Regions from separate parts of the Zea mays genome. Here all the other regions are linked to region 1. The links are chromatin contacts, called in public Hi-C maps. All regions are on one chromosome and are shown on one strand. Each heading gives the region's core, a stretch centred on a gene start, on an enhancer-like site or on the middle of the called end of the contact. The rest is flanking DNA. Distances are from core to core; before and after follow the strand shown.

Region 1 (2,700 bases), core at 69-2,568:
TTTAGTTGCTTTTGTGCTATGTTTGTGATTGTGGACTACTGCACATTTCATTCCACTTTATTTGTGGTTGTCGCTTTGCTAGTTGCTATTAGTTGAGCACTTGAACTTATGTAATTGTGGATTTGTGGTAGTGTGGTTGTGGACATGTTATATTGTTACATGAAATTAAGTTATATTCAATTTTGTCCATGTTGTTTAAAAAGACGTTTTAAAGCTCGCTTAAACGTTTTAAAGTCAAAAAGTTCTCATGAGCGCCTCAACATTTTATCGCTTTAATAACCTTGACGATAAGTTTGTCACTTAATCCCAAATTCTTAATGAACTAACCAAAGCCAAACAATACAAATTGCTCACCAACAAAAGATCAAAACTTTGACCATAAGACCAAGCTGATAAAATAAAAAAATGTCTGCTAAGCCTAGCAAACTAGGCCGCAAAAGCAAGGAATGATCATATGTCACAGCCAGTACTGTGTCAACAAGTGTACAAGCAGGGACGGATCCAGCGGACGGGGCTCGAGCAAGGTGGCATATACGTTTTTTTTTGTGTTGGTATTTCGTACGTGTGCGTGGGTCCACAGGGCAGAGTCGGCCTCTGGCATATAAGCTTAAGGGCTGATTTGGTGACCAAGGATCAGGGATTGGAGGGGATTGGAGGGGATTAAGGGATTAAGGGGGAATATCTTGGATACTGAAATGGAACGCACCTAAAGCTAAAACCTCAACGATATATTTTTTTCATTGAAATAGGATCCATAGCAAAGTATACGCCAGGTAAAATAACGATAGCTGCTACGGTAGCATGGAATAGGAAGGACAGGAAGCTTAAAATCAGGATTTTCATTCAAATATCTGCACACTTGATACAAAGTGAGTGAAGCTTAAGAGCGCAGTTTTTTATCTTAAAAATAATACTAAAAGGTCGCACAGGCAGCCAAGCATCTGGAATCCAGCATAGATGAGGAACTAGAGAAGGCGAGAGCAACAAGTAAGCGCGTACCAGGAATATCCTGCTCCCGTCGCGGCCGAGCTGGAGCAGGTCGAGCGCCTCCTCCAGCGCGTCGGCGAGCACCGCCAGCGCCCGCTCCGGTTCCACCGCGGGTACACAGGGTACCTCCCGGAGCTCCTCGACAAAGGGGCCAAGGAGCCGGATCCGCCGCGACAGCGCGAGCAGCTGGCGCCTGTACGCGTTTCGGAACTCCCAGCCACCGGATCCCACCGCCTCCACGGCGGCGGCCACCCTCTCCGCGGCCCCGCGGCCGCTGACGCCGGCCATGACGAGGGGAGTCCAGTCGAGCCGCCGCGGCGTGAACCGGACCCTGCCAACAGGTGACTAGTCAGAGGGAAAGGAGACAGTGGCAGGGGCGGTAAATAGGTGCGAGAAAAGCGGGGTAGTGGCGTCGTATTGGGTGGGTCCCGCGGTCGTGTCAGCGTCGCGGGCGGGCCGGATCGCGTCGTTGGAGTTGCCCGCACCTCCACGGCAGCTGATTTTCGCGTCCGTCCGGTCCGGGTCGCCGCTCGTATCCTACGGATGCGGTGCGGGTGCATCGGCCGGCGCCCAACGCCTACCGAAGGTCCGAAGCCACCGGCGACCACTAACCGCGACCGGCCTGTCAATTGCATGCAAAAAAAATTAGTTATAATGTGGACCATATTATTTATAGAGTAAAGTTTAAAATATAAAAGCATCTCAAAGAGAGATTCTCAGAGCAACTCTGAAAGATTAACTTAGTCAAATTTACTGATTTAGCTACTCTTTAAAACCGATTTAACAGAAAAATTGTAGGTTAATCCAAGAGACTCGATAAACCTATAAATTGAAGGGAGAGTGAAGCAGCCTATTCAAAAATAGAGAGTCACTAAATTTGAAGATTCATTTACAGAGTCTATTGGATACGTTTTTCTTCTAATATTAGCTAAATTTACCTTTATAAAACTATATATTTAATATCTTGGAGTTGCTCTAAACTGGATACTATTTTAAATATGGCTAAGAACCATAAAACACACTTTTTAACTGTGATCCTATTTTATAAAATTCCATCAAACGATTATAGAGCTCAATCTCTCGGGTTCTAAATATAGTACCTTATATACTGGAGTCATATTCTCGTTTTCTCTTGAGCTTCAACCATTTATTTTCTAATAACATAATTTATTTTATAAATAGCATTATTTAAAGCCTAACTGTTGGAGTAAAAAGTTCTTTTGAGGCCTTAAACACTAAATACGATTCTATTTCAAATTTTAGGACTCTAGTTTAGAGTTTATTGTTGAAGATGTTCTAAGGTAAGACAGAGAGTCTACTGGAGATAGTCTTATCAAGCTAACAGCCTTCTTAAAGCAGTTATATCAAAAGTGTTTTATACGATCATATACATACTCTGCTGAGCATGGCGTAGAAAGATGAATGAAAAGCTATGTAAAGGTGAAAACTGTGCTTAGATTTTGGTTGTTGCTCTTTGTTCTATTCTGCCGACATCCTCTATTTTTATTATATTATTGAAAACAAAGGGAAATTTTGTTTTAAGTGAAAAGATATAGAACGTGGTTTTCTGTTCAGATAGATCTCTAAATAAAAATTCAAACCAGTTAAGAAATTTTTTTAGAATTATTTAAAGATATTTTTACAATGTGTTCGAACACCCTCTCCCTGAGCTCTGCGCACCGCACGTCGACCCACTGTCGTTGTGTCACGCCA
Region 2 (2,700 bases), core at 22-2,521, 380 kb before region 1:
AACTTTTGCTCGTGCAGGACACCATGGGGATACACTAACAACCACTAATACATATAAAAGCAAGGCTCCAAGGGTAACAAACGCTTCACATGAACTTGATTTCACCACAAAGTACTTAAGGGTTTCTCAAGTTTCTTTCACACACAATCTCATAATGCTCAATTCTTGATATTGGATTAAAAAATGAGACTACATGCACTCAAGTCCCAGAAAAGGGTGAATTTGGAGATCTCTCTTGTCTTTGATGGTGTATATGGATGTGGAAAGCTTTAGCAACCTATAATAGGCCATGGTGAGGGGTATAAATAGATCAACCCAAAAGTAGCTATTGGCTGCCTAGTGAGGCAAAATTGTAACACCCAAAATACTATTTTGGGTTTTAGGAAAGATTGTCCCCAAAGGATTATAAAAATTAAAAAGCATTTAATAAGAATTTCCTTTATTTTCAAAAACAAATTATGTAAAATGGTCGAATGGTAATAATAGATGGTTCAAACTTAGGTCTGAACAATTAAAATGAGCGATGTAATTTGGAACCTAAAAATATGAAAAAATAGATGAGAAGATCCTTATATGAGTTGCGATTTATTTCAAAGTATCTCTTGAATATTATACATTATAAACTATTTTATATTAAAATGAATAATATGCTTTCAATAAGACAATATCTTTAAAAGAGTGTTATGTTTAAATCATCAATATGTGTTGCATATTTGAAGCATTGGCCTAAATAAATCATATAAATAAAATCATAAATTGCATGATGGAGATTTATTTGCTTGTGCATTTCAGTTTGATGGATTTTGAATTCTAACTTGAATTTGAAATTTGAACTAGAAAAAAATAAAACTTAAAAAGGAAAAGGAAACTAGAAATAAAAAAGAAAGTGTACCTAACCTTACCTGCCTCTCGGGCCCTCATCCCTCTTGGCCCAGATCGCCCTCTTCTTTCGCTAAATGGGCCGATTAAGCACCCGTCGACCCATCTAATTCCCTTCATTTTTCTTTCTACCACACGGCTGACCCATGGGGCTCATGGGCTAGTCTCCCATGCCTCGTCGCACGCTCCCCTCACAGTCAAGTTCACGTGTATCTCTTGTCACCTCCATGTGGGCCCCATTCATCGGATTCGTCCCTTCCCTCGCAACAAGCCACATGCGCGATCGCAACAAACTTCAAAAAATCGTAACAAACTCCGTTGCTGCCAGCTCAATCTCATCTGGCCTGGGTCCTTAGCTTCGGTTATAAATCCTGAGCCCCCGAGATCGCCCTGCACATCCACTCGAGTATGTCGTGACCACAAAAACGAAGAACGTCGAGCAGGTCGCTGAGTAAGAACCGAAGCCGCCATTGTTGGTTCGTTCGTACACCATCGATGGGGTCTCAATGTCGGGTCATGGGGCTTAACTAGATCGCGAGGAAGGTGATTATGGCCTCGCCTGGTGGAAATTCATAGTGGAGCACCAGAGATTGCTCGTCGGAATTCTTTCTCCATCGTGGAGCCGATGGCCTCCATGGCAACATTGCTCCCACCACTATATCTGGTAAGAAGTACCTTATTCGATGCGTAATAGACTAGGCTTCGTTTAGAACCTATCAACTTTGGGAATCAGATATTGGGGCGCATTTGCGTGCTCGACGACCATGGCCTTCGCCACGTGGGCTCTGCACGTCGCCACAACTGGTCGGCGGGAGGACGTGCAACATCCAAGGAATGACCCTGATTGGAGTATACCGTTTTGCGGGTCATTAAATATGATGCATCGAAATCCGATCGGACGTCTATAGTTGGATCTTGATGTAAAGCTACGGGGTGAGTTATGGATCGTTAGATGATGATCCGGTGGTCTAGACTTCATACCGGTTCGGCCATCTTATCCAATCCCTCATATCAAGATCTAACGGGCAGTAACACTCGCACGTTATAATAGCGAGGCTGTTTTCATAAAGTGCCCCTGGCCTTTTTACTTAATAAAGTCGCTGTCCAAATCAGTTGAATAGTATTTAAAACAAGGCCTTGAAATTTACACAAAGCACGCTGGACATTCCAAAAAAATTGAAGCCACCATCTAGGTTTTTGGGAAATAAAAAAACAGAACATGACTTTTGTATAAGAATAAATCTAGAAACTTAGAAAATCTATATCTTTCGTGTTTGAACTCCATTTTTAGTAGTTCTCGAAATCGCGGATTCGTCTCGATGCATATAATACTCTTACGTATTTGGTTTTCATGTTTGGTGTGCTTCAAATTTTAAATCATTATTTGTCTGTATGCTTGTACTGCTACGTTTAGACAGGCGAGTGTATGTGGTCTGTAGATCTAGACTTTTGAAGAGATCTAATCAACAAGTTATCGCAAGTAAAAGGCAAGTTGGGTCCTTGATCACATTTTTGACCTAATAATATTTACTTTTATATTCACACCCTGATTTCATTGTTAGACGGGACTTAATAGGTTACCTAGTTTTCTTTATCTTACACCTTGCATGCAAATGAGTTATTGGGTAGTCTTGCTATTGTTCTACTTGGTTTTGGGATTAATGTTACATACAAATTATGATCTGGTCTTATTATTAATGTTGGCTTTATTATTATACATGATAAGATCATTTTATTAATTGGAACATGGAGCGACCACCCGAGACAACAATGCTATCACAATGGTGGAATGGGATGATGTTGGCTGATTAATTAGGAAAG
Region 3 (2,700 bases), core at 165-2,664, 460 kb after region 1:
TAGGAATAGGAGTAGCGATTCTCTTCTCTTTTTCCCCCCCCCCAAAGGTTTCTTCATCATTTTCGCATGCTGCAGATCCTTGCTCGATCTTAATTGGTTAATACTCCAAAGGGCATCCAGGGGAGATGAGATCAAGCTGGACAATGGTGGGTGAAGAAAACATGGCGTTGACGACCGGGAAGATTTCTGAAGAACCATGGCACCAAACTAACTAGTAACTATTCTGACAGACCAAAACGAGTTCAGGACCGCCGCCGCACACCTGAAGCCGAACGAGAAGAATTCACGTACGAGGCAGACGACCGACGGTTCTCGCCGACGAACAGGAGGAAATAAATAGGGGGGCCGCAGGACATGAACTAAATAGCCAAATTTTTGGGAACGAAATCGACGACACAATCTCCTGCTGCTCGCCTTTCAAAAAAAGAAATTCTCCTGCTCACGCGCACATACCACGAAATAAAGAACGAGAGAGAAAAATAGAAGAAAAAAAACCGGGGACACATCACATTCAGCGGCTGCACCCGCGCGCTTCCTCTGGTAAAATAAAAGACCCGGAAACTGAGGAACAATCCTTGTCACAAATCAACATCTCTACCACAGTACTGCTACTGCTACTATGTAGGAGGTGCCGTAAAAAACAACCCGAATGCAAGAAGACATGCTAAACCAGATCAGACTGCCACTACTGCTACTCCTCCCCAATAATCCACACAACCAGAGACGAACGAACGAGTGAACTAATACGTGCGCGTTGATAGTAAAGCTAGGAAACGAAGAACTTACAGAGGCACGGCCTACACCATCCTGGCAGAGACCTTGGCGTCCCTCGGCTGAGAGGCAAGGCAGCAGGAGCGGGAGAGGGGAGGGGGGAGGAAGGACGGACGGAAGGAGCGGGAGCACAAATAATTGTGTGAGGTTGAAGACGACGAGCGAGCGAGGGGACCTGGCGAGCAGTAGCAGTAGGAGGAGAAGGGAGGGAGGGAGGGAGGGATAGGGAGGTGTGAGCTGAAAGATTCCTTTCCACGGCCTCTCTCACAGCCCGTGAGCGAGCGAGCGAGCTTGTGTGTATGTGTTTGTATGTATAGGAGGAGAGAGCACCAGCGGCGGAGGGAGGGAGGTGTGGGGGACAAGGCGCAGCGAGAAATTAGGGCACGCGGAAAGGAAAAGACGGGGGCGCGGGCGGGAGGAAAAGGGATGCCCGGAAAGGGGGCGCGCGTGTATATATAGACAGGGACACAGGGTCAGGGTCTCAGCGAGCCGGAGCGGTAGAGAGCGCGAGTGAGAGCGAGCTACTCGAAGCTGTAGAGCTACTAGGATGGAGTGGAGCAGGGGGGCGCAGCGCAGGTGAAGCACGGGCAACAGCGGCACGCAGCATGGCAATGGCAATGGCAATGGCATGAGCACAGGCACCCCCACACGAGACGAGAGACGGGACACGGCCACGCCTACACATGCAGCTCCAGCTGCAGCATGCACATGGAGGTGGAGGAGCGTGCTGGCTGGCGCAGTGGCAGCAGTATACAGTACGTGGTTGTGGGGGTGGGCCGGGGGTGCTTTCTCTGCTGCGAGCTGACTTCGCAGTACTGGCTTGCCCGGCCCTGGCCCTGGGCTGAGCACGCAGAGGCAGCGGGGGATGGAAGGAGAGAGAAGTTAAAGAAAAGAGAGAGAGAAGAGAAGAGAAGAGGCGAGACTGTTGGAGAGTTGATTGATGGGACGAGCGAGCGACATGGACGGACATGGCTCCGGCCTCTCTGGCGTGCGCGCGTGGGTGGGTGGATACGCGCCCCGAATCAAATTTTACGCAAAAAAATCAGATTCAAAGAAATAAACTCATTCCAGTCCTATACAATCTATCCGTTTGGGTTGAATTTGCAGCTTCTACTACTCCTTCAATGTTAATAGCTGGCTTTAATCGCTCCTTCAATATTAGTAGTAGTAGAGTGACGATCGATGGGATGGGGTGGGAAATGAAATGGCAGCATCTCTGGGGGGCTGGCCGGCGCGCGGGCGGGCGGTGGGAAAAGGCGCCGTACGTCGTCGGCGTCGCGTCTTGTCGTGGCAGCGAGCACAGCGCGCGTGGAAAGCGACGAAAAAGATGGGGAGCGAGCGTGGAGGAGGGCTTCCACGAGTCAAATCACGGCAGCATGGCCCCCGCGCCGCGCGGATTAGAGATCGCTTTTTTTTCCTTCTTCTTTTTTACTACTACTGCTCCTACTCAACAGGCACGCCTGAGTGAGTGCCCATGACGAGTAGCTAGCCTGTTCTGTGGCCAACAGTTACACAGGTCAAACTAGTATAATAACTGTGTGTGGTTATATCAGCTACTATTAGCATAATAATTAGATAAAAATAAATAACATATAGTATTGTTATTGATCTTAATATCTTACGATTTTTTTGTCAGCAATCAATACATTTTTACTTCTAAATTTTATATCAGCTATTCAGACTCTCCATCTCACTATTTATTTAATGTTGGGTGATTTTTCTTATCGGACTCTTCACACTACTTTGGGTACATGACATTCTTCAACATCATGGATGTAAGTCGTCCATATTGACACAACTGATTGACAAGAACAAGTTTTTGGCAGGACCAGGTTTTGGGCAAACATAAGGAAGTATTAAAAAGACCAAAGCGCTTAGGAACTTACTAATGTTTCTCTTCATCAGCCGAGTTTCTGGCCTTGGTGGCTA
Region 4 (2,700 bases), core at 134-2,633, 460 kb before region 1:
AAGGTGCACATTCTTTTTCGAAAGCCTATCTCGAAAGAATCTCCAAGTTAAGCGTGCTTGGTTTGGAGCAATTTGGGATGAGTGACCGACCAGGAAGTTTTCTTGGGTGCGCATGAGTCAGGACAAAGTGCGCCCAAAAGACTCGTGTTGGTCTGTGGGGACGATATATGATTCTAGAGAGATGCCAAGAGTAAGTATCGTCGGTCCAAGGATTGAACAGGGTGTTACAAGTGGTATCAGAGCTGACCCTCGCGGTTTCACGGGCGTGTGTGGGCTAGGGGGTTCGGGTATATGGCGCATGTGGGTCCGGAGTGATCACATGACATGTCATATGACGACACTAGACACACAGACGTGGTAAGAGGGGAGGTTCCTGGATTGGGATTGACCGACGAGGACGTCTGTCTTATAAGGGGGTGGATGGTGATGTTCTGGCCCCTGGGATTGTGATATCCTGGCCAAGGTTTAATAGAATTAATAGAGTATCCATACCAACAAAGTGCATCTTTTTTTCGGAAGCCTATTTCGAAAGAACCTCCAAGTTAAGCGTGCTTGGCTTGGAGCAATTTGGGAGGTTGACCGACCGAGAAGTTTTCTCGGGTGCGCATGAATGAGGACAAAGTGCGCCCAATAGACTCGTGTTGGTCTGTGGGGACGATATATGATCTTAGAGAGATGACAGGAGTAAGTACCGCCGGTCCAGAGATTGGACGTGGTGTTGCAATAGTACTATGTATACGGAATGAGCCCATAACACGATCATTCCACACATGCCTTAGTACTATCATTATGACTCGAGCTGAATACGTTAGTATTGTGAAACATATCGACATATGTGTTGTAGGAGAACTCTAAAAGAACTTGTATTTGAGTATTGCACAATCCGATGATTGATTGTTACATGAGAATTGAAGTTTCTGATGTTATATATATGTCGTATGTTATTTTGGTAAACATATATTATGTGAATCAATTAATATAAATTATTGAACATGTATTGAGCAAATTATAAATAAATCATGTCATTTTTCTGTAAAGGATATAAAAAATCGGTTCATTTTGGTGGAAAACCGATGGTTTCGAACGGTTATTAGCGGTTTTTGCAGCAGTAAATCCGTAAAAAAATTAATTTATTCTGGACAAACAGGTCGATTTTACCCTAAACAGCCGGTTTACTGTTACCGTCGGCGGACGTTTTTTTTTACGAATCGGTTTAAGCAACCCAGAAAGGAAAAAGAGCCGTTTGAACTGGCTAAGCCGAATGGCGCCCGCGGAAAGGCCTCCGCCACACGCCCTGGGCTGCACGATCACATCTCAACGGCTTGGATTTTTTCTCGATGCGTTCAGGAACATTCTAGAACACCACAGCCCACCCGCTGACGCGCTCTTTGCTCCCTATAAAATGTCACTTCCCCGCATTCGTCCCACTCCCTCTCGAAACCCTAGTCCTCTGTTACTTCTCCCGCCGCCGCCAATCCCCTCCCGTTCTCCGCCACCGCCAATCCCCTCCCGTCCTCCGCCACCTCTGCTGAGAGCGAGAAGAGATGGCCGGCAAGGGTGATGGGCCGGCAATCGGCATCGATCTCGGCACGACCTACTCTTGCGTCGGTGTGTGGCAGCACGACCGTGTCGAGATCATCGCCAACGACCAGGGTAACCGCACCACACCCTCGTACGTCGCCTTCACCGACTCCGAGCGCCTCATCGGAGATGCGGCCAAGAACCAGGTCGCCATGAACCCCATCAACACCGTCTTTGGTGAGCACGCCCTCGTTCTCGGTTCTTCTTACTCCTGCTGCTCTAGCTGAGATCCGTTTTGTTCACCGTGATTAGTTGTTTGGTCTGGTAGATGTACCGCAGGTTAGCTGGATCACTACGTCAGTGCTTGATTTGATTTGTTTAACTTCCCGTCGTAAAAGTTGCTCAGATCCCATGTAGTTCAGCTTTGTTTTCTTATAGATCAGTTGGATCTGAAGGCGATTGTTGCTGGTAGTAGTAGTTGCATAGTTATTTTTACTCTCGCTGAGCTGAGATCTATCACTATTTGTCCGATTTAGTCTTGGGTCCGAGATCCGCTAGTTTTTAAGACTCTGTAGCCTTACAGCCTGGTGCCTTATTTTTTATTACTTGGCACTAAAATTATATACAAATGTGTTTTTAGATCCATGATATGTTGTCGGTCTGTTGTTCGTAGTCTTAGATATCTTCGTTTTTGTCACTACTAAAAACACCGACTGGTTCTGTTGTACTTTTTGTCACTCGACGTGGCAGATTGATGATGAAACGATTACCCCAAGCGCTTAAATCCACTTATGCCAGTGATGGAAAGCTATGTTCTCATAGTTTTCGTGGTTTTCAATCTGAAACTGCAGATGAAATGTTTTTGTTCTATTTTTTTTGTTGTTTTTGCTATTTTCTTTTGGATAAGTAATGAGAGAAATGATGAGATTATATCCACACGAGATATCTGCATTCTTTATGATGACAACATCATGCATCACCATCTGATCTCTCATTGTTTTATCATATTGCTTTTACCTGAACTATTCGCTGCCTACTTTTACATTCTAGCTTTTACTATATTTGTAGCTGGCACCACTGCACATCAAGCATTGCTTTCAGTGTCATCTTTTAAAAAAGCTGTACTGCTATTTATTGCTCTGATATTTTGGTCATGTCTGTCATTGATGACTTTGGCTT

Evidence for each region. A called contact is a pair of places that touch in the nucleus more often than the background predicts.
Region 2: a Hi-C map of endosperm shows a contact between it and region 1, with 2.8 times the contacts expected there. The contact joins the promoter of LOC103639955 here to the promoter of LOC100304296 in region 1. A contact is called at or near these places in 6 of 25 Hi-C or Micro-C datasets (ear, endosperm, leaf and 1 more).
Region 3: a Hi-C map of leaf shows a contact between it and region 1, with 6 times the contacts expected there. The contact joins the promoter of LOC542488 here to the promoter of LOC100304296 in region 1. A contact is called at or near these places in 3 of 25 Hi-C or Micro-C datasets (ear and leaf).
Region 4: a Hi-C map of ear shows a contact between it and region 1, with 4 times the contacts expected there. The contact joins the promoter of LOC103639924 here to the promoter of LOC100304296 in region 1. A contact is called at or near these places in 5 of 25 Hi-C or Micro-C datasets (bundle sheath, ear, endosperm and 1 more).

Annotation. Positions count from the first base shown.
Region 1 is chr1:158,217,025-158,219,724 of Zm-B73-REFERENCE-NAM-5.0, forward strand. LOC100304296 reads right to left here and starts at 1,319. Exons shown (of 4, transcript NM_001361280.1): 1 at 1,000-1,319. The coding sequence starts at 1,275.
Region 2 is chr1:157,837,251-157,839,950 of Zm-B73-REFERENCE-NAM-5.0, forward strand. LOC103639955 (pyridine nucleotide-disulfide oxidoreductase domain-containing protein 2) reads left to right here and starts at 1,272. Exons shown (of 7, transcript XR_004855367.1): 1 at 1,272-1,543; 2 at 2,606-2,700.
Region 3 is chr1:158,675,385-158,678,084 of Zm-B73-REFERENCE-NAM-5.0, forward strand. It overlaps LOC542488 (rough sheath 2), which reads right to left and starts at 1,415. Exons shown (of 2, transcript NM_001112039.2): 1 at 787-1,415.
Region 4 is chr1:157,754,812-157,757,511 of Zm-B73-REFERENCE-NAM-5.0, forward strand. LOC103639924 (heat shock 70 kDa protein 4) reads left to right here and starts at 1,384. Exons shown (of 2, transcript XM_008662604.4): 1 at 1,384-1,758. The coding sequence starts at 1,545. It overlaps LOC111590730 (small nucleolar RNA Z194), which reads left to right and starts at 2,267; the gene lies at 2,267-2,368. It overlaps LOC111590684 (small nucleolar RNA Z195/SNORD33/SNORD32 family), which reads left to right and starts at 2,433; the gene lies at 2,433-2,514.